Regions from separate parts of the Sus scrofa genome. Here all the other regions are linked to region 3. A link is a contact called in public Hi-C and HiChIP or PLAC-seq data. All regions are on one chromosome and are shown on one strand. The core of a region is the stretch at or near the end of the contact, and the rest is flanking DNA. Distances in the headings are between cores, read along the strand shown.

Region 1 (6,022 bases), core at 1,426-3,925, 330 kb after region 3:
CACAATCTGCTCTGGGTCCCAATCCACACAGGAAGGAACAGGCCAGGGGGGTAAAGTAGGAGCTTCGCACGGTTGAATGTGATGGTGTTTGGTGACTAACTGCTCCTAACCCCTGACTTTGAGTACTCACTACACTTTCTGCCAGGAAAGCCTGAAGCCATGGCCACTGTCTAGATTATGTTTTTGACCAACAGAATCCTAAACAGAAATGGCCAGCCATGGAAATGCATCTTGTAAACCAATCGGGAAAGGAAGAAAGTGTCTCCAGTAGGGAGATGGCACCTGAGATTTCTGAGGATATTATTTCTCTGTGATCAAAAATTGCCTTGGATATATTGAGAATACTTTTATGAGCATAAAAATGACTGAAGGAGACTTGAAATATTTTTCTCTCATGTCAGTTCAATCCACAGAGCTATTAAAATTTTCAGAACTTCAGGGCACTGAAGACATATATTATCTGAATATAAGCATTTGGTTAACTGATAACCAACCTGGTACAACTGGTTAGTGGGTAGGTTGCTAACACTTTCTATGTTTTCTATTTACACAGAACTGAGTTTTTGCATCACCTCACTTATCCAGAAAACAGTTTAGAAACAAGACATTCTAAAAATTAAAACAAAACTTGAGAAATAATTTTCTTACACATATACTTTTCTCGTAGGAGAAATGGCCCTTAGGCCCAGACTCAAAAAGTAGTCATGTTTATTGTACACACAGCCCTAATCATTGTGATTTTCTCAAGTTCATGCCCAGAGTACTTTAGAAATAGAAAATGAGAAGTAGGGAGAGGGTTTCCTATAGACAGGCATATTAGCAAGAAGTAACTGCTGACACCCTAAAGAAGGGAGGAAATAGAAAAGTGTAAAAAGCAGACAGAAGAATTCTAGAAGGCCCAGTAACGTAGGGCCTCCTAGTATGTCTGCATATATACCCATCTACCTCCACTGCCTAAGCACACGACTTTATTATACAATAATATCAGAACGGGTTCTCATTATGACAATGTCAGGACCAAGAAAAGAAAAAAAGATGTTAAATAAAGCCTCCAGACTCTTTCAGAAAGCTGGAGAGGTTGAATTGCCTTTTTGGGGGGCAGCACCTGCATCATATGGAGGTTCCCAGGCTAGGGGTCTAATGGGAGCTGTTGCGACGAGCTTACACCACAGTTACAGCAATGCGGGATCTGCGACCTACACCACAGCTCAGGGCAACACCAGATCCTTAACCCACCAAGCGAGGCTAGGGATGGAACCTGCAACCTCATGGTTCCTAGTCGCGTTCGTTTCCACTGCGCCACGACGGGAACTCCTGAATTACACGTTAGAAAGTTTTCTGCTCAAAATGTCTTTCCTTTCCTTTCTTTTCCCTTCCTTTTCTTCCTTCACTCCTCATTCTTTTGCTTTGAACGTCAAGCTCTCAATGGCCCAGAACCCCACTCTCTAGAACGGTTACTTTCTCAAAGAGAGATGGGATTTCACGGTGGCCATGCTAATAGGTGCCATATATAGATGTGTGATTATTACATATTGTGTGATTAGTATTAGTTCATATCCTTTAAAAGTCGTCTCATAGTTGTTCTATTTCTGAACAGTTGAACCATTGTTAAAGATACTTTTACTTGGAAAGAGAAGAAACAAAGCAAAACACGAATGGAGGGGCTAGGTTGGAATGAACATCACCTTACTAGTGCAGCGGGAGGAGGGCTTACTTAAGGAACACACAAAATTTCACTGTCTCGCTGGTTTGTACTTTCAGCCCAGCTCACAGACAGACCTCCACAACGGCTCACTGCCACCAGAGCTTTTCTTTCAACTGATGAAAAACTGAAAGAAAAAGCTAAGTCTCCTCCCCATGTGATATAGAAGAGATGTTGGCACATTCGCATTTTCATAAGGAAAAACAAGTTGAACTGCGGCAACTCTGGAAGTCAGTCTCATCAACTGCACCCTCCTTTCGCACACGGCAGACTCCTGCGCGCACCCACACTCCTTACGTGGGAACCTCGTCATGTATGGAACGTGTAATATCTGTCAGCGCTGCCCTTTAATGAGCGATTCCTATGAGCCAGGCAGGGGGTCAGAGGGCAACATGCCCCCTGCCTCCCGTGAGGAAACTGAGGCTTGAGAAGTTTAAGCACATGTTTTTAAAAACATGAAGCTCACAAAAAATAGAGATGGCATTTTATTTATTTATTTATTTTTGCTTTTTAGGGCTGCACCTGCAGCATATAGAAGTGCCCAGGCTAGGGGTCAAATCTGAGCTGCAGCTGCCAGCCTACACCTCGGCTACAGCAATGTGGCATCCTTAGCCCACTGAGTGAGGCCAGGGATCGAATCTGCATCCTTATGGGTACTAGTCAGCTTCATAACTAGCTGAGCCACAACGGGAACTCCTTCCCCCTTCACCCCATCCCAAAGTCACTTCTTAACCCACTGGGCCAGGAAATCTCCCAGCGAGGCTTAAATGTTTATCTCTGCCAATGACTCTCATTTTCCCAAGAGCAGGGAGGGTTGGGAAAACAGCCACTTTACAGGTAAAGACCTGGGATGTGCAGTGTGATCACCAGGCACGCTGCTGCCATGTGAATGGGCACGTGGCCTCTCTGAGTGTCTGGGAAAGCCACATGCCAGGCCTGGGAAAGGCCACAGTGGGAAGAAGGCACATCCAGGGCGGGTGGCTTTTGCAGCAGAAACCACCTGCTTAGATGCCTCCCTGCCACTCAGAGGCTCTCTGCAACAGTGGGGAAATGTTGCCAGTCAGGCGCATGCTTTCCAGTGGCAGCTGCCCGTTAACAAACTATAGTGACCTTGGCAACACGTCCTGAACACAGGCCACCGGCGTCATACAGCAGTCCTCTGTGACGCAAGGGCACAGCCAGCCCTGACGACTGTTCAGGGACTGGGCAGGAGAATTCCAGGGCCCCTGCTTTTTCCTACTTTGAGATACTTAGAAGACGTAGATAAAGCAACTGGAAAACAGAAATGTGTAAACTGGAGAGAGAAAGGGAGAGGAGAAGGGATTGACTTTGGAAATCATCAGCCTGTCCAACTAACATACAGAGAAATATAACAACCATTGATCAAAGTATCAAGTTGTCAGCGCTTAAAGAGAAGGCTATGAAAGTCCAGAGCTGTACAGCTGTATAACAAACCAAGCCTCTTGGACTAACCGAACTTCCTTCCGAGACAAAACAACAGAAAATGAGGCATCCAGGAGATCATGATGGGAACTTGCAAAAACTTTGCCCCATGCTTCAGTGAGGCTGGGCGAGCAGGTGAGCCTGGGTCTTACACACTTGGGCAAGGCTTAGATTCCTTGGCAGTTTGCTTGGGCAAATGTGCCCAACCTTTAGGCATGTCTCATTCCTCAGTGATATGTGACATTCACGAGTACCCATAACAGGATCTTCTTGCCATCATTGTCCAGACAAGATGGGCATGATTTCATTTTGGGCATGCATTCAATGGCCAGCACATAAAAGGGGGTAGATAAGCATTGGTCGAGTGACTCACACGGGCTCTGTAAATATTCGTTCATTGACTGAGTCATCAATGAAATAGTATTTAATCATAATTCTCCAGCTCACTACATTAAAGCCAAAACTTGGTGTCCACGTTTCTTTTTCTTCTTTTTTCAATGGCTGCACCCATGGCATATGGAAGTTCCCAGGCCAGTGACTGAATCCAAGCTGCAGCAATGCTGGATTCTTTTAACCAAATGTAGCAGGCCAGGGATAGAACCCGAGCCTTCGAAGTGACCCAAGCCACTGCACTCAGGTTCCTAATCCACTGCACCATAGTAAGAACTCCTCGGTGTCCAGGTTTCTGACTTATGGAGAAAGAGTCTATCATTTTAAAGGAATATACATAAATATAAGAACCTTAAAATTAATATTTCTGACATTAAAAAGTAATACAGGCTCACTGTAGGAAAATCTTAAAATACTAGAAAATGTAAATAACCAGAAACAATCGCTTGTAACCTCATAATCCTGCCACGAGAGATAATGAGTTAACATTTTGGTGTAGTTCTTTTCAACCATTTTCTATACATATACATAGACAAACTTACACATTTAAAATTATAACTATGTGGACTATTTCATTGTGAATCTGCCTTTTTCAATGCTGGGCATTTTCCTTTATCAACAACTATCTCTGAAAATATGATTTGTAAATATGTATACAGCATTCGTCACATAGATGGACTATGATTTATTTAACCATTTTCTTATTTTTGTACATGGATTTTGTTTCCAACTTTTTCTATATTATAAATAATGCTTCAGCCAACATACTTATTTATAAATCACTTTTGATAATATACTTATGATTATTTTCCTAAGACAGCTATCTAGAAGCAGAATTTCGAGAGCAAGGGATATAAGTACTTTCACAGCTCTTTTGACACAGTTCTTAAAAAAAAAAATTTTTTTTTGTCTTTTGTTTTTTTAAGGCCATATCTGTGGCATATGGAGGTTTCCAGGCCAGGACTTGAATCGGAGCTGTACCCTCACAACAGCCACAGCAATGCAGAATCCAAGCGGCATCTGCAACCTACACCACAGCTCACAGCAACGCCAGATCCTTAAACCACTCAGCGAGGCCAGGGATCGAACCCATGTCCTCATGGATACTAGTCAGGTTCGTTAACCATTGAGCCATGACGGGAACTACTTAAAATATTTTTTAAAACTCTTTTTACCACATGTAAGGACTAAGATCTAAAGGAAGTTATGGGGAAATATGACAGGTTTTTGGTTTTTAGTTTGCTTGTGTTTGCCTCATTTCCGTTAGCTCAGGCCAGGGTAGGGATTTGTCATCTTTAGAGTTGAGAATCCCTGCTGCTCATCAAGTTTCCCCCTGTGTCTCAAGACCACTCGCCCGAGAGGTTCCTCTGTTGCCTAGGGGCTGTGTTGTCTTGCCCACATTTGGGGGCCTGGGACCTATGGTTCAAGGTCACCCTGGTGGACCCTCCGCAGAACCAGGAATTTCTCTGCAGAGCTGATTTCAAGGCTAGACACACACTAAAACCAAAAGCCAACTGTCTTAAAAAAAGCAAATAAAAATACACAAGAAACATTGATTCTGTTGAATTAAAAACTAGATTATTTCCTGACTTTTGTATTTCTTTCTACCCGTTCTTCCCAGCATTCTGGCAGGTTTCCGGAATTTCAAGGGGGCATTTTAGTCAAAGCTGTTGCTTCCAAAAAAAAAAAAAAAAAAACAATGGTCATTTTTTTCCTATGATGTTTGCTTTATACAATTATAACTTGAAGAAAAAGCTGTTATTTTACACAGCAAAAAATTAAGGTTGCCATTTACATTTAAAAGGCACCTAGGGGAGTTCCCTCTGCTGCTCTGTGGTTAACAAACCAGAACCTGATGAGTATCCATGAGGACAAGGGTTCGATCCCTAGCCCTGCTCAGCGGGTTAAGGATCTGGCGTTGCCATGAGCTGTGGTGTAGGTTGCAGACACAGCTCGGATCCCCCTTTGCTGTGGCTGTGGTGTAGGCTGGCAGCTACAGCTCCGATTGGACCCCTAGCCTGGGAATCTCCATATGCCCCAGGTGCGGCCCTAAAAAGACAAAAGATAAAAAAATAAAAGGCAGCTAGGGTTTCTAACTGCATTTAAAGGCAGCTTTTGCTTCTCTGTTTTTTTAAGATTTTCTTTGCAATAAGCACAAAATATATTAATCATAAACACACTCTTCCTCTCGTTTCCAGGTAAATTGGATTTTAATTATTATGATGGATATATTCTCCTAAGTGCTTCTTGTTATATTTTCTCATGTCCTACTTTCCCCCTTATTTTACTTCTCAAAAAAACTTTGTTCTTCTATATTATACAAAATCTATTCTGAAAAACTTATGCAAAATAATTTAATATTATATACCAGAAGAGTCACCAAATATATCCTCATATTTTAGGAACACATATATATATACACCCTTGCTAACAAATCAGAGTCAAAGGAAAACAAATGGATTTAGCTGGGACCCTGGGATAGTAACT
Region 2 (5,982 bases), core at 1,982-4,481, 380 kb after region 3:
TACGCCATAGCCACAGCAATGCGGGATCAGAGCTACATCTGTGACCTACACGGAAGCTCATGGCAATGCTGGATCCTTAACCCACTGAGCAAGGCCAGGGATTGAACCCGAGTCCTCATGGATACTAGTCTGGCTGTTAACTGCTGAGCCATGATGGGAACTCCCAAGATTGCTATAATTTTTTATAGAGATCTAGTAGTCTTGTAGCCTACAGAAAAAGGACTGAACCATGAGAAAGAGAGAGGTGACAAACCTAAAAGGAGAAGAGAGAGAGGTAGAAAGAAAACGCAGAGATGGAAGAAGACAACAACAGTAGCCAATGCAAACAAAACCCTCATGGCAAGCCCTGATTTTTCTCATAAAATGTGTGTGACATTTCTTAAACCCTTCCCTAATTTTCCCCTCAGCAAAGTCTGGCTGTCCTGGACACAAGCATATTACACAACTTCTGCAAGTCCTTCCCTCCAGCAGGTGCTGAGAGGAACAGGAGATGGACAAGATTCAGACCCTGTTCTCAAAGAACTTGGACTCTATTTGGAAATTTCAAGGTATTGCATGCTAAATCATGGATCCGATCTCAGATGGCATTCAAGCAGGAGCTAGCTGGCCGGATGCACACTCCAGGTTCGAAGAAGGGAGAGGGCTGAGCAGGAGCAGTGGGGGAAAGGTAAGCTTCATGGAAAGGATGGATTCCAGTGAGGCCCGAGAGGAGGCTCACCAGGGGGGAGACCAGGGGACAACATCAGGCAGAGCAGAAATGGGGGTCATATTCTTGGAGACCAAGAAGAATCTATGACTCCTGCTACTGAAGGGTAATTACTGGGAGGTAATGGAACATGAAGTTTATTTATTTATTTATTTATTTTTAGAGCCACACCCTCAGCACTCAGAAGTTCCCAAGCTAAGGATCGAATCAGAGCTGCAGCAGCCGGCCTATGCCACAGCCACAGCAATGCCAATCCTAGATGAGTCTGCAACCTCCTCTACAGCTCATGGCACCGCTGGATCCTTAACCCACTGAGCAAGGCCAGGGATCCAACCCGCAACCTCATGGATTCTTAACCTGCTGAGCCACAAAGGGAACTCCTGAAATTTGACTAAAGAGTGAGTATAATATGGGAATTCCAAGGGCTCGGAAACTCACACGCAGAGTGGCATTGGGGGTTCCAGGATGGCTGATGATGACAGTGGTGGGTGGGGAGCCGGCCCTGGCAGAGATGTTTGTCAAGGATGGGGCTGACGGGCCATTAGATTCTGAGAAACTGGCCCAGGATGGCAGCACAGACAGGCTAGTAGGTGAACTATCTCAACGAAGATAAGGCTTGGAGACTAGTCTGATTTAGGACATGGATGAGGAGAGGGCACGGAAGAGGATGCCCAACCTGCGAATATAGCCCATGGACATGAATGGGAGCAGGACTCCTCCTGGGAGAAAATGACAAATACCCAGAGAAATGAATAAAAATGACTTGCTGTTAAGGGGCAACCTCCGGGCAAAGAGAAGACCCCCTCCTCCCAGCTCCCAGAGTTAGGCAAGGATGGTAACAGGTGACACTAAGCACATCCGACAGGAAATGGCCAGGCCACCCTGGGGGCCAGGCAGGGCAGAGCAGAACTGAAGCTGGGAGCGCTGGGGGCTCAGGATGCTACCCCTTACTCCAAGGATCTCTGAGTATATTTGTGCTTCACAAGCACCATGTGTTCTTTCCTTCCTCCGCTGAAGCCCTCATTCAACGTGTGCTATTTGAACACTCACGTGCACCAGGTATGGTGCTGGGTGTCTCGGCAGAAAGAGGTGAGATGGAGTCCGGGCCCTGGGAAAGCTCTTCGTTTACAGGGAAGGCATGAGAAACAGAGAATGTGAGCCAGACATCTGATGAAAGCATTTAAAATAGCCCGATGGGGTATTTACTCACAGATGCTGTGTTAAATTGGGATTAAAGAGAGTAAAATTCCAGAGATCCTTAGAAGACTCCAGGAATTCTTGGCAGGAGCAGAGAGTGGCATGACTCAGGGTGAGAAGTTTGTCTCAAAGTACAACATATAAGAGGCGAGGGCTGTTGTCACAGCGGCCTGGGGATGCTAAGCAGTGCAGACTCTGGGAGGCTAAGATGCAGGGAACTTGCCTTTTAAATTGCAGGACCAAACTGAACAGAAGAAAATAGGCTAGTTTTTCTCTTAACTGATTAGGAGACATTGAATGCTATTCCATGTATCCAAATGTCATGAAATGCAGTTTTTCTGTTCATGAGCAAATGGCATATAGGGAGAGTAAACTCAAATCTCACGTGCAAGGTCACAGCTCTGCGCCCAGGCAGCATTTCTCCATCCACCAGGCATGGAGGAGAGACAGGCTCGGGGCAGAGGCGGGGGCTTCCATCTGCCATTCAGATGTTCCCGATTTAGGTCCAACGGGGCTGCAGGGCAATCACCGCAGGGAGTAGAGTTGAGAGACAGGAGCTCTGTCCTCCAGGATCAGTTCTTAGATCTGCACACATTGTGATCTCTCATCCCTGAGCTTCTCTGACTCCCCCTAACTTCCCCCACGCACGCCACTCTCGCCATCCCTGAGTCCCAGATGCATTGCAGAAGCCTGGAGGCTCGGCTGAGGGTGAGAGGCATGCAAAATAGGAAAGAAGTATAGCAAAGTTATTAACCGCCCAGGTTTGGGCATCAAAAAGTCTGTGTTCAAATTCAGTCTCCACAATGCAATTAGTTGCGAATCACAAATAAGTCATTTTCTTCTTTTTAAGCAGAATTTTTACGCTTGCAAAAGACTAGCATTAGTTGGAGTTCCTGTTGTGGCTCAGGGGGTTAAGAACCCGACTAGTATTCATGAGGATGCAGGTTCCATCCCTGGTCTCGCTCAGTGGGTTAAGGACCCTGCACAGCATAGGCCACAGATGCGGCTAGGATCTGTGTTGCTGTGCCTGTGGTGTAGGTCAGCGGCTGCATCTCCAATTAGATATTAGACCTCCTAGCCTGGGAACTTCCATATGCCTCGGGTGCAGCCCTAAAAAAAAAAAAAAAAGAAAGAAAGAAAGAAAGAAAGAAAAAGAAAAAAGAAGAAAAAAAAAAAAAAGACTAGCACTGGTCTTGAAGGGCTTTTGGAGTTTTGCATATTGAATGAAATACTCTACTTAAAATGTTTAGTGCGCCTGCTCTCCTTAGTACGTGCTCAGCATGTGGTCCTGGGTATCAGAATGTGCCTGTACCCATGTCCTGAGCCAACACTAGGACTAAACAGTGCTGTCTGTGCCCTTCTTTGCTTCTCTCTCCTAGCAACCCCAACTCAAACACTAGCTACTGAAATACTAAACCCCGTTAATAGGCAGCTTCATCTCTGAGACACCTCCACAGTGCAGCATGGACCCCACTTTGACCTCCACTGCCATGTTTTCCTGCTAATTTTCTGGTTAATCCAACAATTTGAACAAGAGTGTTATCCCTGCCCCCCACCCCCACCCCCCCATCTCCCACCGGAAGACAGACATGCCAGCAACTGGTGGGGAGCTAGGGTCATGGCAGCACAGAGGTAAATCTTGCCCAAGAAACCCTGTAGGAGAGCCCACAAAAGAAAGAGGCTCTTAGCCAAAGGAGATTTTATTTTGCAGTTTCCAAAAGGTAAGGGAACACTTCCAACTTTTTTTTTTTGTTTGCTTATAGGCTCGGAATTTAAACATAGGACACTGAATGGCCAGAACCTTGGCCCACCCCTGAGTACCCGGGGCAGGTTGCCAGCACCAGGAGTTCGAGTTTCTGCCCAGTAGGCTTGTAACCTGAACTTTCTATTTCTAAAATCCCAGTTCTCAGTAGCCAGCACACATTTTGAGCCACAAAATTCTGAGAATTATTGCCCTTGTCAGCTGCTAAGTCACATGCCCTTCAGTCTGCTCCCTGCTCCTGGTATAATAGTACTTCTGTTAGAGCCTATGAATTTCACTGTCACATAAAAATTGGCAACTCTTTTAATACCACCCAAGGCTTGCCATAATCACCCAGAAATATACCGTCGGGGCTGTCATAATTCATCCATTTTTAGGATCCCTCAGGATCTCCAAATACAATGACTGATAGCAAATTAATAGATACTTTGGATCTTCCCATTTAACTTCATCAAAGAACTGACCCCCAGGATGAAAATTTCGTTTAATTAGGATAATATTTCATATTTAAAGAGTGCCTCCAAGCCAAGAAGCCCAGAGATCTTATCTCTTCATTTTCTTTCTTTTTTTTTTTTTCTTTTTTTGCTTTTTTAGGGCTGCACCCTCAGCATATGGAGGTTCCCAGGCTAGGGGTCTGTCTAGTCGGATCTGCAGCTGCTGGCCACAGCCACAGCAAAGGGGGATCCGAGCCGCATCTTCAACCCACACCACAGCTCACCGCAATGCTGGATCCTTAACCCACTGAGTGAAGCCAGGGATCGAACCTGCAACCTCACTGTTCCTAGTCAGATTTGTTTCCACTATGCCATGACAGGAACTGCTATCCCTTTATTATCAAAGCCGCATTGCCCGTCACTCAGAGCCAACTCTTAGAGAACAGGCATGTTTGTCCCCATTTTGTGGATGAAAAGAGCTTGCACACTGCTGCACAGTAACATGTAAAATGACCATTACAGAGTTAGGGGCTAGGGATGTGAACCTAGTCTCCCCATTCACACTTCACTGCTGACTTTATTTCCTTAATTTATGTCTATGAACTATCAGCAGCACAAAAATACATACAGAATCTTTTTTTTTTTTTAGCACATGTTTAATGAATAGGGGATCCTGTGTACATGGCAAAGCTGTAAATAGATGTCAGTGGTGGAATGCTGGGCTGGACAAATATAGAACGCAGCTTGTGCTCAGCAATTTGTTGCGCGCCCCCCCCCCCCCCCCACAGAGCCCTGGGCTGGTATGTTAACTGGTCTGTTTGGAAGATTTTTTTTCTTTTCTTTTTTCCTCTTTTTTTTTTTTTTTAAAGGTTCGGTTCCATGATAGCACAAAGAGCCTTGTGTTACGTTCTCAACACTACTATTTATACCCTGTGACCCATTAAGCACTGATTCCTTGGTTGGGGTTCTCCCAACATCTTGAGAAAAAAAAAAAAAGGAAAAAATAGCCTGACTGGAAAAAAAAAAAAGAGCTTTCATTTACAATACTTGAGTCAAGAATTTGGAAACATGACCCCAGTCAAAGCCTTCAGAGGCCTTGGTATCAAATGTTGTTATTTTTGGGTGGCTTGAAAATAAGGCTGCTTGAGGAATGGACAAGGTGCCCCAGTGGCTGTGACAGGAAGCAGAGCGGAGCCGGGGTGGGGGGGCCTCAGCCAGGGGCAGCCCGGTGCTGGGCTGGCCCCACAAGAGGAATGGGCAACTTGGCCAGAGCAGAATATCAAGGGCTCTCCTGTCACCCTCCCTCCAGGCAGAGGGAGGCGTGATGGCCACATCTCCCTCCTGGTTTCCCAAAGGCAGCCTGGCGCGCTCTTCCGCCCAAATACCCTGGGAAAGAAAGCTTGGTGATGTCTAACCCCCACCCCCTCCTCCAGGGGATTTCTTTTTATTTAAATACACTGTTTCCCCTGAAAGGGAACTGCCTCCCCCTTTGGGGAGAGATGCCCACAGGAGATATTTTTATGCTCTGTCTGCAGTGGGTGAAAGGGAATCCTGGCTTAAGATAGCACCAGTCATGCCCTCCAGCCCCGCGGGGCAGAGTCAACGTCAGAGCTGAGGCATTGCCTATGTTTGGGAACACCACTCACTTGCCGTGTCCGCCAAGTCTCCCTTCCAATTCACGCGTGCCCATGCAAGCACACGTACACGCCTGCGCACATGCACACCTGTGCAAGAACGTACACGCATAATGAACAATATATCCATCCATGCAAGTACGCATACACGCACGCGTGCACGCACACGCATGCACGCACACGTGCATCCAACTTAGGCGCCAGATGGCCATCTGCCCGTGTTGTGGACACTTAGTACATAGTCAAAAA
Region 3 (5,411 bases), core at 1,262-3,761:
GATCCGGTATTGCCGTGAGCTGTGGTGTAGGTCGCAGATGTGGCTTGGACCTGGTATTGCTGTGGCTGTGGTGTAGGGTGACAGCTGTAGCTCCGATTAGACTGCTAGCCTGGGAACCTCCATATGCCATGGGTGCGGCCCTAGAAAAGACAAAAAAAAAGAAAAAAAGGTCAATAGCATTGAGCAACTGGGGGAGACAAGCGGTTCCCAAATTCCTTCCCATTGGTGCCACCATCTCGCTGCTTCTGTGTGGATTGTGTGTAGTGGACAACCCCAGGCTGTTCCCCACTTGGCGTTTAGGTTTTTACTTTGGTCACTTGGTACCCACTCTGTTATTAGCATTTCAAAAAGGTTCTTATATTTCATCCGTAATGGAGCAAAGGTTTGCAGCTGTGAATAAAAGATTGACTAAAAGCAACAACAGCAAAACCACTCCTTCTTTCAGAGTCTGCCTTCTTCCAGAAAAGTCCCGCAGCTCTGAGCAGCCAGACAGTCCGTGATGGGAATCTGCAGCACCCTGTGGGTCTGCTCAGGTTCCAGAAAGGGAAGTGGGGTGAACCATCATTACTCGTGGATAAATAACATTGGCAGCAACACAACAGTAATAACATCTTGATGCTTTTTTTCTGCGGCCAGCATGCTTCAGGTGGCGTTTTATGTGTTAGGTGCTAGGTTTCTTTTCCTTTCCTTTTTCTTTTTAGGGTTGCACCTGCAGCATATGGAGGTTCCAGGGCTAGGGGTTGAGTCGGAGTGGCAGCCACTGGCCTACGCCACAGCCACAGCCATGCTGGACCTGAGCTGCGCTGTGACCTACGCTGCAGCTCACGGCAATGCTGGATCCTTAACCCACTGAGTGTGGCCAGGGATTGAACCCGAATCCCCGTTACTAGTCAGGTTCTTAACCCACTGAGCCACAACGGGAACTCCCAGATGCTGGGTTTAGACAGGGTAGAGCCCCCGCCCTCCTGTGACTCACAGCCAACTGGGAAATGCCACACTCCACGGCAGCCAACTGTGACTAGGGAGGGAGGTGACCTCAGATGAGGGGTCTCACACAGCCTCAGGGTGGGAGGGGCAGGGAAGACCCCTGGGAGCGGGGAGTGGGGTGGTGGCAGCACCTGGACCACAAGCGTTAAGTGGAGCTTGGTGCAGTGCTCAGACAGACACCGCTGAGTCCAGAACAAGTGATGGAGGCAGAGGATTCAAACTCAGGTCTTTGCTGGCTCTGCATCCAGAGGGACTGTGGAGCTGGGGTTACCTCTGGGGCACACCCGTGTTCTTTGAGGTCTCTGCTGAGGGCACTGGAACAGCACAGGGAGGTGTGATGGGCACTCCAGCGCTCCCCCAGCACCCGGTCTTCTTTCTCTCACATCTTTTCTCTTTGCCCAACTCACTGGCTTAGTTAGGGAAGGTCACTCTCAACAAATGAAAGGGGTAAAGAATCTACTTGCTTCTGTTGCATTTTCATGGAGGCTCCAAACAACAGTAACTTAAGGGATGTGTCTGAGCAGCGCGATGGAAAGATGTGGAATTATTGGAGTTCCTGTTGTGCCTCAGTGGATTAAGGACCAAATGTTGTCTCTTTAAGGATGTGGGTTCAAACAATCACCTTGCTCAGTGGGTTAGGGATCCATCATTGCTGCAAGCTGTGGCTTAGGTCACAGATGCGTCTCAGATCTGTTATGGCTGTGGCATAGGCTGGCAGCTGCAGTTCCAATGCGACCCCTGGTCCAGGAACTTCCATATGCCATAGGTGCAGCTGTAAAAAGGGAAAACAAATTTAAAAAAGATGCGGAATTATAGATTCCCATTGCGGCTCAGTGGTAATGAACACAACTAGTATCCATGAGGATGCCAGTTCAATCCGTAGCCTTGCTCAGTGGGTTAAGGATCCGGCATTGCCATGAGCTGTGGTGTAGGTCGCAGAGGTGGCTCAGATCCTGTGTTGCTGTGGCTGTGGTGTAGGCCGGCAGCTGCAGCTCTAATTTGACCCCTAGCCTGGGAACTTCCATATGCTCTAGGTGCAGCTCTAAAAGGACAAAAAAAAAAAAAAAAAAAAAAAAAAGATGTGGAATTATCTACCAGCTTTGACAAATGATCCGACTCCAGGGATTTCTGGAGAAGAACCAACCGCACAGCAGGAGATGTGTCAGCTGGACTTTGCCTGCCCAGAGTCCCTTCCTGGGCATCGGAAGGAAGGAACCAGAAGGTCCCAGGCAGAGTCAGGATCCCCACCTCAGGTTCAGGGCAGGCCGTATGTCAGTCAGCATTGCCACCATCAACACCCGCACCCCACCCCCGCAACAATCTTTCGAGGAGCCGGGGAGCTTGCTTTTCACCTTGGCTTTGCTGAGCCTTTGCTGTGAGGCCAGAGGCAAGGGGCGTTTATCCAGGGCTGTGCAGCCTGGTCCCGTCTCCCTTGAAGCTGTGAGGGCAAAGCAGCTTCGTTCACATGACCATGTGTTGAACGGTGGTTAGATCCATTGCCTCCTGTTCCAAGAGAAAGGGAAAGGGTGTGGGGGCTGGAGTCTGGGCTGGGTGCCTGCGGATGCGTAATCCTGTGTCTGGCCCTCTGTCGGTTTCTCCTGGGTTTGGAGAAGGGGACCTAGCATCTCTTGTCCAGTCTTCCCGGTCCCAGTGATAGCAGGGGTTGTGAATTATGGACGCAGCAGCAAATGTTTTTAATCTTCCATGAAACAAAACCAGCGTGTTTTCTGCACCAGGGGCTGAGGCCGAGGGAGGAAGCGAACAGCTGCTCCGATATGGCCAACTCGGGAATGACGTCAATGCGAGTCAGTCCGGGCCAAAGACTCCACTCAGGAAGCTTAAAAGTGATACTGAAAACAAATTTGCATTTTTTCCTTTCACAGGAACTCGGCGACTCTCCGTTTCACCGAGATGTTTTCACCAGCGTTTGCAACTAGTGTGTTGAATAAGCCGGGCTCGTGGTCTCAGGGGAATGCAGCTTCAGGTTTTTTTTTTTTTTTTTTTTTTTTCTGCTGCCCCTTTAAAATGGATTCAGCGAGATGAATGTTTCCTGGCCTGGGATGAAAACGCTGGCAGGCGCTGCCTTTTTTGCTCCTCTTAGGAAATAGTCTGTCCTAAGGTCGCTTTAAATGGAAAACAGTCTCAATTTGGAATTTGAATATCCAGGCCAAGATATTAGTCAAAACCCTCAAATTTGACATCCCATTCTTCACCCCAGCTCCAGCTTAGCTTGCTTAGGGCTGGAAGCCTCCGTGGGAAAGGGGGCTTCTCTGCTGGACTCCGATGGCCCCTCCCACTCCTCCCCGAGTGGGGAGCTGGGGTTCAGGGTGAGAGGAAGGCAGAGCATAGCTCTTACTTGAGTGGGTGCGGTGGGACCCTGCTGCGGTTGAAGCTGACCTTTCTCCTGAGGTGTCCCTCTTCTGGGTGGTCACTTGCAGCTTTTCCCTCCTCTTCTTGCTGCGGGGAGTCTCTGCCCCTCCAGGCAGAGATGAGAAATAGGGACGAGGTCATCCTGGCTCCCTTCCATGAGGTCCACATCTGGCTCTGACCTTCACACATCACTCTGCCTGACAAACTCCGGGATGCAGGGTGACCCCAACCCCAGCTTGCTCCTGGCCCCACCCCCCAAGCAGAATGCTGCAGGTGAATTAGTTCCCTGTGGATGCTGTTACAAATGACCACAGACGTGACAGCTTGAAAGGAAAAGAATGTACCCTTCCACACCTTGGAGGACAGGAGGCTGAAATCAGTTTACTGGGCGGAAATCCAGTGTCAGGAGGGCTGAGCTCACTCTACAGGCTCTAGAGGGATTCATCTTGTTGCCTCTCCCGCTTCTGGTGGCTGCCAGCATTTCTTGGGTTGTGGCCCCATCCCCTCTGGTGACATTTGACGTCGCCTCCTTGTGTGGTTAAACCTCCCTCTGCCTCCCTCTAGTGGGCATATGTGCAATTGCATGTAGGGCTCTGGAAATCCAGGATAACTCCCCATCTCAAGTGTCTTCGTTTAAACCCATCTCTGTTTCCAAATAAGAGACTCTTTTTCCAAATAAGGTGCTTAATCCCACCTGCAAAGACTCTTGCCAATAAAGTCACATTTACAAGTTCCAGGAATTAGACTTGACCTCAGTTGGGCCTTTATTCAGCCCACTGACCCCCACCCCTATTTCCTTGATGGGAAAAGGCCCCAGACTTTTCTGCCTTTCAGCTAAAAGGAGTCACATGAAAAGTTCTCCAAGCAACTTTGGGGAAACCCCCAACGCGATTGAGGTGAGAGGCCGGCCCCCACCTGCCCTTCAGGAAGCACAGCTTTCTCCAAAGATACCCTTCTCAGAAAATCCTCTCTTCAGAAGCCTGTCTCTCAAGGAGCTGACTTGTTATATTCTCCAGGGGGGTGAGGAGGGCAAGGGCAGCAGGACTTTGACCATCTCCCCTGACTACTTCTTGCTTTGGGATTTCATAGTGAAAGCAGCTTGGCCTCCAGAGTGTCACTTTTAACACTCTGTTACCTTCGTGAGGACGATCTGTGGCCTTCGAGGTTGTGGCTGCAGGAGGGGCTGCAGGGGCTGGAATCTGCCTGGCGAGTCTGTCATGGATGCCTCCACCTGGGGTTGAGGGGCACATGGGGCCCCTTTGCCAGTTCACATTGCAGTGCTGGCCGTGTCCAGTTCTGGAACAGTCCAAGGACTGGCCAGTGGGAGGCGCAGGGACACCGGGGCTGCAACGTGGCCGTGGAACTCTGGTGGCAAGCGACACAGGCTGCTTCCATCTTGGTGTTTCCAGTTTGCAACTGTTTTGCTGATCTAGGAATTTCCTATTCTGCAGGTTAGCAGATTGTCATTTGATAAGGTTCAAATGCACGTGTGAACTCAGCTGAGATGGACAAGCTGGCCTGGCAAGAAAATGTGTTCCCCAGCTCTCAGAAAGTGGGTCCAGCTTTTAGGGAAGACAATGGAACAGATTTGTTTGGAAGATTCTGGAATGTTCCTAGGATACCTCCTTTTATTGCCTTCTTCCACCTAAGCAGTGAGTAAAAGTAGCCTGTCTCTTGGCTGTTAGAACAGGGAATGGAAAATCAGAAAAGACCTGGGCTAAATTCCTAAAGACGTGGGTGGGTTGGCTGCTTAACATGAAACCCACTGGCTCCTGGAATGACATTGAAAATTGCAGCTTGGAGGAGAAGTTGACAGATATCACTGAAGATGCTATTCAAAATGACAAAATCATCAAAAGCCGAGGGCTCTATCAGTGTGCCTTTTTAAAAAAAATTTTCATTAATGAATATTTCTTTTTCTTCCTTCTCTCCTTTAACCACCCCATAACCCCCTTAGATTTTTCAGTAGAAAATCTGAATCTTCTCATATTTGTCCTCAGCTCTTCTTCTTGATTCTCAGAGGCTCAGAGAGGGGTCTGTTCTGAGTGGGCTCA
Region 4 (5,366 bases), core at 1,990-4,489, 290 kb after region 3:
TTCAATGAAACTTAAAAAATAAAAATATGGAGTTCCCGTCGTGGCGCAGTGGTTAACGAATCCGACTAGGAACCACGAGGTTGCGGGTTCGGTCCCTGCCCTTGCTCAGTGGGTTAACGATCCGGCGTTGCCATGAGCTGTGGTGTAGGTTGCAGACGCGGCTCGGATCCTGCGTTGCTGTGCCTCTGGCGTAGGCCGGTGGCTACAGCTCCGATTCGACCCCTAGCCTGGGAATCTCCATATGCTGCGGGAGCGGCCCAAGAAATAGCAACAACAACAACAACAAAAGACAAAAAGACAAAAAAATAAAAAATAAAAAATAAAAATATGACACAAATTAACCTATCTACAAAACAGAAACAAACTCACAGACATAGAAGACAAACTTATGGTTACAAAGGGAAAGGTGTGTGTGATGGGGGAGAGAGCTAGATTTGGAGTTTGGGGTTCTTTTACTACATATAAAATAAATAAACAAGAAGGTCTTATTGTATAGCACAGGGAACTAGATTCAGTATCCTGTTATCAACCATAATGGAAGAGAAAGTGAAAAAGAATATGTAACTGAATTCCTTTGCCATATACTGAAACTAACACAACATTGTAAATTGACTATATTTTTTGGCTGTGCCTACAGCATGTGGATGTTCACAGGCCAGGAATCGAACCTGTGCTACAGCAGTGACCCAAGCCACCAAAGTGACAAATGCAGTTCCCTAGCCCTCTGTGTCACAGGAGAACTCCAGTAAATAAACTATAATTAAAAAAAAGGCATATAAACAAGATAGCAACTTAAAAGAGAGGAAACGCTTTCTTTCTTTTAATATCCTTTCTTTTCACTGAGTAATTATTATTTTTCAACTGTAAGTTGAGTTCTTCTCCTCATCTTATTCCTATTAAATTCACTCTGGCAAAGTGTGCCAGGTCAATACAAATAACCTTTAAAGGCACAGCCCAGCTCTCAAGAGATGAAGAGTGACTGGTACTCAGCGCTTTGTAAAGACTTGCTTGGATAATCTTTTTTGTTGTTTTTATGGTCACGTCTCAGTATATGGAAGTTCCCAGGCCAGGGACTGAATCTGAGCTGCAGCTGCAACTTACGCTACAGCTTCAGCAATGTTGGATCCTTTAACCCACTGTGCCACAGTGGGAACTCCTTGCCTTGATAATCTGAGATCTCTCTTTCTCTCTCTCTCACGCCCCTCTCACACACACACACACACACACACACACACGGTCCTAGGAGCAGTGGTGTGTTTATTGCTTGATGGCACTACCACCTTGCCCAGCTTCTCATCCATCCTGCAAGCCCTCCCTCAGCCTCTGAAAATGAAGGGTTGCGGCCCTTTAAAGGATGCTCTGCCACCTGACCCCTCGCCAGCCCCTCCCCCAGACCTCCTGCTCCCTGCCATCATTTCCACTATTTTGAACTTTCAATGCTGTCTACTTGTTGGCTCCTTTCCCATGTCCTTGGAACATGCCAAGGACATCCTGCTCTAAAAAACCCCTCTCAAATGACTGCTCCATGTCATGCCTTCCCTTCACCATCAAGCTCGTTTTTGAAGAAGGGTACCTTCATGGCCTCAAGGTCCCCTCCTCCACCTGTTTCCCTGCCTCTGAGATTCAGCGTCTGCACCCACCCCGCCTCCCCAATACATGGCTCTCTCATACTCAGAGCCGCTCTTGGGACATGCAGGATCCCTATGTTTTGGCCTTGGGACCTGCCAATCACCTTCTGTGGTGACCGTCTACACTCCTGGCGGATGACCCCCAGATGCAGTCTCCAGTCTTGATCCGGATCCTGGGGTACAGAGGCTGTATTTCCAGTGACTCCCTAACCAGTCTATTGGGTCACCCCGTGAAAACCTTGACACTCAACTTGCCCCAGAGGGACCAGCCCCTTCCTTCTCCAGCCTGCCCCTCCCCTAGTCTGCTGGTTTATGTTACCAGGCGCCTTGCCAGGCCGCCTCCAGGCTAGAACCTCAGGATTATTTTAGATGCTTCCTTCTCCTTCCTGCCTCATAATCAGTTGCCTCCTAATCATCTCCTAAATCTGCTATCTCTTGTCATCCTGCCCCTGATCTTTGCAGTCTAGCTGACCCATCTACAAGCTTAGTCCTGGCCTCACCCCCGCCCCCCCCAAGCTGTGAGTAGTAGCAATTTTAGGCAAGAGCCCCAGCTTCCGCTTCACTGGTCTCAGCTCTCTGCTTCCTGATTTCTGCTTTGTGTACCCCCCCACCAACACCAGCCCCTGCCGCCCCCACTTGAGTTTTCCATTTCTGGCCACTCAGGCTCCCCTGGTTTTAGATTTCCAGGTGCTTTTCCACAGTGACTCTCCACCTGGCTTCTACTTCTGGTGTGAGGTATCAAGTCACACCTACTGTCGCCTGGGTAACATCTTGGTCCATTTCTCCTCCTGTGGAGCCTACCAGCCAAGCCGGCCTTGGGTCTCTCACCTCTGTGCTGTCACAGTAACGTTATTCTCTGCATGCCTGTTCTTTCACTGGACTGTAAGTCCCCTTGAGGACAAGAAGGGGCCATTATTTCCTTGCCTCTGAGTTTCGTTCCAGGCACAGCGTAGGATTAGGAAAATGGAAAGAATGTGGTATATACAGGAAACATTTAAGAATGATTCAAGGCAATCCATGTCCTGGAGAAGGACAGGGAGGGAGGGGCTGCTGTGGACTGAGTCAGTCTAGGAAGCTGGATCCCAAGCTGAATGCAGACATTGTAATTATATGCCCTAAAAACAGGAAAGTGCTGCTTACGCTGATGAAGTCTATCTTTGAACTCCGCCCAGTGCCCTGAATTCTCCACTTACTCTGTTACCTTTTCTTAACCCAGCTGGGATGACTAGGGCCTGTAAGGCCAAGAAGGCTGTCATGAGAGGTGTGGCCCAGCCAATAAGGGGCCAGAGGCCAGCAGCTTCCTGCGTGTTAGCGCCAGGAGTGTGGGAGGCCGTCTTCTGTTTACTTGGGGACCTTGGGACCTTGGGGCTTCGCTTGGCCCCAGAGGAGCTCAGAAGTGTGCATCACTCCTCTGAAGACACATCCAGGGAGTGTTTGATTGTGACTTCTCCCTAGAGCCGGCCTCCAGCCAAATGTGAATAGCCCTTGTAGAATCCTGGCTGGTGCTCAAGGCCTTCTTGGGTTTTTCCAAAGAAGTGTCCTGGGCCTTCTCATTGGTTTCTCCATTTACTGTTTCCTGTCATGCTATCATGTGATTGGAAGTGCTGTCCTTAAGGCTGTGTCCCTTTGGTACCATGAGCTCAAGCTCTGCTCCCGCCTAGCCTCACCCCTAGCCAATCCCTTTGGCTGAAAGATCCCTGGACTTCCCTGCAGCATCAGCCTGGACTGCGGTTTTCCCTAAGACCCTCTGCTAAGCTGTGCATTACAGGTCGGGGAGGGCCCTGTTTGGATCTGGCTCATTCTGAAGGAACTCCGGCCCTTAAGAAGGAGGGGGGGTCATGCTGGCCATCTTCTCAGTTGAGTTTTGGCAGCCTGGCCCTTCTTCATCACCAGTCCCTTCTTCCTTTGGACCACTCCACTTGCCCAGCTGCTGCAAGTCCCAGATGTTCCAGAAGAGCTGCTAGGAGCTGAGAGTTTGTGTGGGCAGAGAGACACGGGCCAATCCCACCACAAGCAGTCTAAAAAAATGGTGCCCAAGGGAAAGCATGTCTTGACTTTGGCCCTCTTCCACATGGGTCTGTCCCCTCAAAGATGCGTGTGCCCCCTGGATTTCACTGAATTCTTAAGCTTGCCGCAGAGGTATTTATAGCCCAAGAAAGTTGCTCAATGGTCTTATTCATGGCCTGCATGCAAGCTCTCACGAAACCCTCTGCTGGATTCCTTGGTTCCTGGAAAGCCTGGGTGAATTTCACGCAAAAATCATTTGAGCATATAGTCGCATATTAACGTGCGTGTTCAGAAGCCAAAATCCAAGTCGTAATAGGGTTGCTCACACTTTGGGATTTCCAAACCTAAAAGAAGGCTCTTTAAAAAGAAAGAAAGAGGGAGTTCCCTAGCAGCCTAGTGGTTAAGGATGTAGAGTTGTCACTGCTGTGGCTCAGGTTCGATCCCTGGCCAGGAAACTTCTGCATGCCATGGGCCAGACCAAAAAACCAACCAACAAATAAATAAAAAGGAAGAAAGAAAAAAAAAAACAATGAGACAAACACATAAATAACAGAAAACATTCTAAGATTCTCAAAAGCTTCTGTGTCTATATTCAATGCATATCCAGGTAAGTGCTTTCTTTCCTTGCCTGACCCAACCTTGTCTTCAGCAATAGACAGATTAGATGGAGAGAGAGATCCAAAGGGAAAAAAAAAAAAATCGCAGTCTTGCTCTCCTTAGAGTAGTTCATCACGTTATGGAGAACAGCCCAGCTTTTTCACATATACTGAACTTGCTAGGTGATGGCTTGGAATTTGTACCCTCTCAGTTGATACAGTCACCAATCACCCTGAGTGAATCCTGGAGACATCAGTCCCTTGGCAAATGTTCCGGGGATAATGCAATTCATTAATGTGCCACTGGGCCGGCTGCTATGTTAAGCCAACCCGGGCCAGGTCACCTTGAAGAATTTTCATGGCTTTTCCGCAGTCTGGCAGCAGAGCCTGTCCTGACCCGTCTTCTTCAAGCCTGTGGACTTGGAGCTGCCCGCCTAGTATGGAGGGGTCCAGAGCCTCGTTCTTCGTCCTGGTTCTGTGCCCCTCAGCCATCTTTCAGTCCCCCCTGCTCCCAGGCTGCTTTCCAGCTGCATCAACAGGGGTTCCCCCCAAGAACCAGTCTTAGATCATCTATACATGGCTGGGCCTGCAAATCTTGACAAAGCACTTTCTATAAGCCACATGAGCGGGGGCAAAAATAACAATAATAAATAATGCCTCTGAGTCATCCATTAACCTCTGCGATGCCGCCTCCATGTCAGCTGTCATTTGCTAACAGTGTCACCCAGAATCCCTGACTAGGCCAGACAAGCTTTGGCATGTTCCCTCCCCAGCAGCGCTGAGCAGCCTCTCCTCCCTGCCCATCTGTCCTCTTCTGCCGGGCCGGGCCTGTTTCTTTCATGACTGCTCTGAGCTGGGCCCACCTGATTCTCACTTCCATGTCCATGAAAGTTTCCATATCCTCTGTTCCCCTCCGGTCTTGCCTGCAAACCACAGTGTTCCCTGCTTGATGATGCGCTGCTTTGCTAGCCTGCCTTAGGAGACTTCTGTGCCCTGGATTTTTCCAAAGTCTCTGGGTGGGGTGTGTCTTGAGAAACCTCCACCCACCAGGGCCATGGGGCTCCGCCCACCAGGGGCGTTGCTGCAGAACCCAATGGGCCCGTGCCTCCCTTTTCCCACCTGGCTTTGCTCTTGC
Region 5 (6,079 bases), core at 861-3,360, 270 kb after region 3:
ATCTCATTTTCCTTAGCAGGCTGTAATCAGCACTCGCAGGGCTGTGGTTTCCAACTGCCTCGTCTTGTGCTTCCTTATGAAGCTCCGCTGAGAAATGAATTTGGCTCCCATTCAGGTTTAAAGGGCCCGAGGCCGGTCATATGTTGCTCGTTCACACACACACACACACACACACACACACACACAAAATGTGTGCACAAAGACCATTGCACACGTGCGAGCACCTGCACACACACCCACAGCCACGCAAACAAAGGGTACAGAGATACCCACTGAGACAGACGGACACGCAATCAGCACCCAGGGTCACTCTTTTCCTTGCAAGCAGGAGACCAGGTGAGTAAGTAGAAGCCAAGAGCGTCTCCCCCGCCCCTCCCCCAAGGCTGGTTTCAACCAGCAGGCAGGCAAGCATTATGCAACTAACGGCTGGGTTCATGAAAGGAATGGAGGTTCTCCGACTGCACAAATGGGCCCCCGCCCCCCCACCTCACTCTGATTCATGAACTAGTTTTCAGATTCATGAATCACTCGGGAGCCAGCAAGAGAAAAATGAGTAGTATTGATCTCATGGCGATGGAAATGGACTCATTTATGGCCGTGCTGGGTGCGGACAGCTTTCCACCAGCAGACACTCGTCAGCGTCCAAGGGCTGCAGGAGGTGCCTCCACCTGGAGGGGGCAGGGATGCTTGAGGGCTTCTGAGGAGGCTCCCCTCCTCTGATTGTTTAATGGACATAGAGAGACCTACTGGGACATGGACTGTGGCTAGACGCCTCTGTTCTCCTTGGGTCGGTCAGTGGCCCTCTTTTGAGTATTTGCCACCTTTTTTCCTTTTTTTTGGTCCACTTTGAATGAAATCTTTTAAGAGGCATCTCAGAGCAAATTCTTTTCTGGATTTCTGGTGACTTCTCAAGGACTACCTAAAATAGAAATTCACCTTCTACTAGGTGAATTTAAGTTCAAGTTCAACTAGGATGTCTTGGGGTTTGCTTCTTTTGCAGCTTTAAGGCAAAGAGGTAGCTTTGACACTTTTCAGCCCCTTGCACGTTCTTCAGCAGAGAAGCCCTGGGGATACAGACTCTCTAGATTTGGAGTGATCCCATTTATGTCAGGAAAGGCCATCCTCCCACTGGACGAGTGTCATCATACAGATGGGGCTCCGGGATTTCACAAAATCATTCTTTTCCTGCCCAAATGGAGTGATGGTGCTCTGGACTGACTTGGGGAGGTGGGCACTGAGCTGGGGTCTGGTGGCATCACAGACAGGGCCCTCCAGTCCCTGGCAGGTTTGTGAAAGGGGACACTGCTTTCCAAATACTTTCGTTGGGCCCCTTGAGTTTCAACTCAACCACTTTCTCTCTTGACACATGCCCCTCAGCCCAGTCCTGCTCAGCTTGTTGGACTCACCTTCAGGGGTGGGGAAAGCTTCCTTTCCTCTCTAAAACGCTGCAGTTGAGACTGTCATGGGTAAGCAGATCATGATGGCGATTGGCTCTGATTTGCAGCTTTGAAATGGGATTTTGTGTGGTTTTCTGTTCCCAGGTCTCTCCAACCACCCCCACCCTCCCAGCTCTGGGAGATTTAAAACAACCAATTGGACATAGACTTTTCAGAAACTGAACAAATGTTGGCAGCCAACCACCAGAAAAGGATTCGATCCTGAGCTGCATCATTTTGGATCAGGGGTTTGGAAATTAGATTCTCGCCCATTGACTTCAGATGGACAGTCGCGCCATCCAATGCATTTAACTTGGCAGGGATTCTGCGTTGTGACCTTGCCCTCATTTATTTCTGCAGTGCCCAGAGAAAGCGGGAGCAGCCCCGAGAAGGCCGAAGAAGATGCATTTGTATGAATTTCAATAAGCTGTGGGTGCAGAGGTGGCAAGGGCGGCTTGGCATTTCATGAGGTCCGTGAGAAGGTGCCTTTCAGCTCTGAGCAGCCCCAGCTTTCTTGTGCTGAACCTGCAGCTAACTGGAGTCTCAGGCCTGCCGGGACACTGCGGGTTAAAATCACTCCCATGAATGTGCTGGCTGGCCTCGGAGCAAGCGGGGATAGTGGGTTGGCTCATGTTTTGCATTAACTCGTTGGCTTTTTTTCCACTGCAGCCTCACATTCTCTGATAAACTTGAGTTGCTAGGAAAGCTTTATGTAACACCCACTGGCCTCGGCTCCTCAGAGCAGCAAGTGTTCTGTTTCCAGAATTCCCCATAAACCTGGCAGCACATCAAAACCTCTGTTTCATAACAGACCAGAAATAGGATTTTCTAATAACATTCTGAGCACTGGACGGATGGTGCAGGGGTCTGGACTTTGATAAATCATTAATAGTTCACTAAACAGAGACCCCCATGATGCCCAGCCTGCTACCTCTGGGGCAACGGTGGGAGGTAGGGTCGGAAGAAGCCTGCGGTCTCTACATCCATGATCTGTTGGCTAGTGACCTGTGGTCCCTTGCAGAGAATTTGCTAAATAATCTCAAACATATTGAGGATCTTACTCATGTTTAAAAAAAAAAAGAGAAGGTGGGGGGGGACTACCTTCCTCCTGCTCCTTCCTTCATTCATGAAGAATGTGGTTTCCTTTTATTTTGTTGCCAGGCAGGCTGACAGTTACAGATTTAACCCCCAGCTTTCCCCTGGGAGAGGGCAGAACTCTCTTCAATGGACACACCTAGTGTGGGGATTCAAGGATCCTCGTGCAGTAGACGAATGGCACATTTAAGCCTCAACCCCGTGGGTCATGGGCTGACGAGACAAAGAAGCGGGGTGGCCCCGCCCTCCCCCTGACACCCATGTGTTGCCACCCCTCCCAGTCCGGTCCTGGTTTAGATTATGACAAGGGATGGGAGTTCCCTCCAAAGGGCCATTTGCAGCCTATTTAGATGTCACTCGGGAAAATTCTTCCCGGAGGTCCCAACTACATCTCCTTTTGTTCCACTGTATCTGTCCGTGCCTTCCTTCCCGCTCTGCCCTCCATGCACTGTCAGCATGTGGACATCATTGCTGAACAAAAGAAGCTCCAGGTATGGCAGGACTGTTGAGACTCACCTTTGGGGAGAAGTCAGTGTGACTCATGGCACAGCTGCCTCCAGCCCTGAGGATGCTGCTCTGTGGACACCCTGCATCCTGGGCTGCATCCCCACCACCTCCCTCTGAGCCTCCCAGGGTCAGCTGTCTGGATTCATCTCAACCACTCAGGGGAGCCTGGGCTGACGGCCCCTTCCCTGAGCTCCTCACTATCCGTTCTGGTATGTTTCCCTGTGTTAAGCTTACTTGTCATCTTTCTCTCCCAGATCCCACCAAACAATCCCTGCATTGTTCACCTTCTCATTTGGGACTCTCGGGCCCCCAGAAGTACTAACTCCGGGGTTCCCAGGATAACCCTCCCCAGGTTCTTTCCTCCACTGCCACTGACATAATTTCTCTGGTCTCTCTGGTGTTTGCAGCTCTTTCCCATTTGGTTTCATCAGTGTCTCAATGACCTGTTATTTACCCTTTCTTCTGGGTCATTAGTAAACATAATCAAAAAAATGCTCCTCCGCCATCCGGCTGTCCCTGTGCTAAGCAGGGCCCTAGGGAAGGCCACCCATGTCCCCTGGACCCACCCAACAGCCCTCATCCTAAAACAGCGCCTCGGAAATGGCAGTCGGGCGGCGGGGTGGGCTTTCCTTCCCAGGCTGAGATTTCATATCCCCATGATCCATTTAGTGTCTGGACACCTGGTTGCTATGGAGATGGTTGTCATAAAAGCACACTGATCTGTGGAGAGATATAAAACCGAGCCTGCGGTACACGATCATCGGGCGCATCAGTTCAGAGAAATGGCGGGCTGCTTATCACTCCTCTTTGTTGACACAGGGCCTCTTCCTTTCAAACGCATCCTGGGTGACCTTCTCAGAACGAGGCCAACGCCAATCCATTTCGGTTAATATTTCGTAAGGGACAATCAAGGGCTTCACCAAATGCCAGATGCCCCGGTCTTCCTGTCCCAAGCTGAGTCAGCCCAGAGGAAGAGGACGTTCTTCTCTGGCACAGCTTGTTCTTTGCTGACTGTCATCGATCCACCAGCACAAGAGAGCAGGCAGAGTGAAAACACTGTCCCCAAGGACGCTTCAGATCAGGTGGCTGGGATGAGTAACAGGTGTGAGCAGGGGAGACCTTGCATGCACTGCCCAGTCTGGAGACGCAGAAACTGGAGGGACCCCCAGAGACCGATCCAGGAGGTAACCCTGTGTCTGTCACCTGCCAGCTTTGGACAGAGTGATTCAGCAAGACACACACACAAGGTGTGTAGGGCCGTCCGCTAACCACCATCACCTCCTTCATTTGACTTCTCAAAGCACACTTTTGTTGTTCACTAGCTTAAGGTTAATTTCTCCCTTGGTCTGGTCTATGTGCAGAAACCACTAAGGCATTTCCCTCCTCTTGCTTGGCTGTGCAGCTCTGGCAGGTGCAATTCACAAAGCATAGCTAGAGTCCACCTGAGATTTGCTTGGAATGGGGACTGAAAGAATGAGCTGGTGTCCTGATTTTTAGCTCTGCCACCTGGGAGCAGGAAAGGGGCTGGAAAAACCAGCTCTGGCGGTGGCCGAGTCGTGGATGCAGACCAAGGTCCGCTTCCAGGCTGGCTCCCTGCGCTGGTGGCTTCCAGTAGTGAACCCATCTGTATTCGCACCTGAGACCCAGCTTACCTCTGTGCGCTTTCTTCTTTTGGAAGATGTCTGAATTCTGGAAAATGGGTCATAACTCAGTCGTTGACTCAGTCTTGGATCTTTCAACCATTCCCTTGATTACCCAATGCCTCAGTTTCCTTTTTTTTGGGGGGGAGGGCAGGTTCTATTTAATACTAAACAGCATTTTTAAACTCCTTTTGCTTTAGTTAAGCCTCTCATATTGTTACTGAGAGAGGAGGTAAGGATAAGACCCAGACTAATATGTGTGACTCTGAGAACAGCAAATGCATTTATCATGCATCACAGCAACGTGAGATGCAATGTCGTGTTAAGACACCTGTGTTTAGTACCCCCTTTGCACAGGATGGCATTAAAAATAATTGCCTCTAGAAAACAATCTCACAGTTACTAAAGGGGAAAGGATGGGGGAAGGGTTACATTAGGAGTTTAGGATTAACAGATACACACCACTATATATAAAATAGATAACCAACAAAGATTTACAATATAGCATAGGGCATTATATCTTGTAATAACCTATAATGGAAAATCATCTGAAAAAGATATATATAGAAAGATATATCTATATAAATATAAAAGATATGTGTAAAAAAATATATATATATATAGGAATCACTTTGCTGCACTCCAGAAACTAACATAACATTGTAAATCAACTACACTTCAACTAAAAAAATAATAGTAATTGCCTCATAGTGTCGCAAATTCTTGAGCCTGTTCCACTAAATACCCTGGGATGCATGTGTTATTTCAGCCTCTCATTTGCATATCTTCAATTTCTCTAAATACTCCTTTAACCCCTCCTTATCAATAGTTTATTGACAACATCTTCATTATTTCCCAATTGTCCTTAGCCCTTATCTTCATGTTCCTGGTTTAAGATACTTTTTAAAGAGCCATCTAGAAGCTCAGCTAATGTGGAACCGTCTGTCTAGCTTTCAACCCTCTCCTCATTCATGAAATGGCCCTATTTTTTCTTTTTCCACACTCCTCCCCTTGAACAAAAAAAGAAAAGAAAAAAAAAAGCAAATGTGTTTAAAAAAACATGTCCTCTTCCCCTTACTTCCTTTAGCTGTTCTGCCTGGTGTTTTTTTTTGTTTGTTTGTTTGTTTTGTTTTTTTCTCTTTCTTTCTTTCTCCTGCCCTGTGTTTTTCCTGAAAACTTTAACTTAATCCTGGTGATCTTCCTCATTTTCCTCGCCCTCTGTCTCCATTTCTTGAACACGCTAAAGAAGGAGTTGCTCTTTTGATTTTTTTTTTTTCTCTCCTGGCTCAGCTGAGAGCACATGGAGCTCTCTTTTTTTTTTTTTTTTTCCCCCGCTTTTGCTATGTTTCGTCCTGTTTTTGTGGGGCCTGCAGTCTTGGCCCTGCAATTATGGCCTCTTTC

Evidence for each region. Hi-C and Micro-C count contacts between places; a contact is called where the count stands out from the background. HiChIP or PLAC-seq counts read pairs in DNA pulled down with a chosen protein or histone mark.
Region 1: a contact with region 3 is called in an H3K27ac HiChIP or PLAC-seq map of skeletal muscle. The contact joins two enhancer-like sites. A contact is called at or near these places in 2 of 2 datasets of contacts at active chromatin or transcription factors (alveolar macrophages and skeletal muscle).
Region 2: an H3K27ac HiChIP or PLAC-seq map of skeletal muscle shows a contact between it and region 3. The contact joins two enhancer-like sites. A contact is called at or near these places in 2 of 2 datasets of contacts at active chromatin or transcription factors (alveolar macrophages and skeletal muscle).
Region 4: a contact with region 3 is called in an H3K27ac HiChIP or PLAC-seq map of skeletal muscle. The contact joins two enhancer-like sites. A contact is called at or near these places in 2 of 2 datasets of contacts at active chromatin or transcription factors (alveolar macrophages and skeletal muscle).
Region 5: a contact with region 3 is called in a Hi-C map of subcutaneous adipose tissue, with 1.6 times the contacts expected there. The contact joins two enhancer-like sites. A contact is called at or near these places in 5 of 47 Hi-C or Micro-C datasets (embryonic fibroblasts, heart right ventricle, liver and 2 more) and 2 of 2 datasets of contacts at active chromatin or transcription factors (alveolar macrophages and skeletal muscle).

Annotation. Positions count from the first base shown.
Region 1 is chr14:56,514,191-56,520,212 of Sscrofa11.1, forward strand. The region is part of intron 1 of LOC102158473 (a long non-coding RNA gene); the gene reads right to left. It overlaps LOC110256878 (a long non-coding RNA gene), which reads left to right. Exons shown (of 3, transcript XR_002338951.1): 3 at 1,762-2,196. Among named protein-coding and RNA genes, the nearest start is that of IRF2BP2, 29 kb to the right of the region's middle. Within about 2 kb of position 2,676, at least 10 of the 83 cell types and tissues checked have an H3K27ac peak or open chromatin away from gene starts, as enhancers often do. A contact at or near this core is called in skeletal muscle, where this site is marked.
Region 2 is chr14:56,565,225-56,571,206 of Sscrofa11.1, forward strand. No RefSeq gene overlaps it. Among named protein-coding and RNA genes, the nearest start is that of IRF2BP2, 22 kb to the left of the region's middle. Within about 2 kb of position 3,232, at least 6 of the 83 cell types and tissues checked have an H3K27ac peak or open chromatin away from gene starts, as enhancers often do. A contact at or near this core is called in skeletal muscle, where this site is marked.
Region 3 is chr14:56,184,105-56,189,515 of Sscrofa11.1, forward strand. It overlaps LOC110256735 (a long non-coding RNA gene), which reads left to right. Exons shown (of 4, transcript XR_002338651.1): 2 at 2,871-2,971; 3 at 4,809-5,009. Among named protein-coding and RNA genes, the nearest start is that of TOMM20, 74 kb to the left of the region's middle. Within about 2 kb of position 2,512, at least 37 of the 83 cell types and tissues checked have an H3K27ac peak or open chromatin away from gene starts, as enhancers often do. A contact at or near this core is called in embryonic fibroblasts, liver, skeletal muscle and 1 more, where this site is marked.
Region 4 is chr14:56,473,167-56,478,532 of Sscrofa11.1, forward strand. All of the region lies in intron 5 of LOC102158473 (a long non-coding RNA gene), which reads right to left. Among named protein-coding and RNA genes, the nearest start is that of IRF2BP2, 70 kb to the right of the region's middle. Within about 2 kb of position 3,240, at least 28 of the 83 cell types and tissues checked have an H3K27ac peak or open chromatin away from gene starts, as enhancers often do. A contact at or near this core is called in skeletal muscle, where this site is marked.
Region 5 is chr14:56,453,336-56,459,414 of Sscrofa11.1, forward strand. No RefSeq gene overlaps it. Among named protein-coding and RNA genes, the nearest start is that of IRF2BP2, 89 kb to the right of the region's middle. Within about 2 kb of position 2,111, at least 35 of the 83 cell types and tissues checked have an H3K27ac peak or open chromatin away from gene starts, as enhancers often do. A contact at or near this core is called in embryonic fibroblasts, liver and subcutaneous adipose tissue, where this site is marked.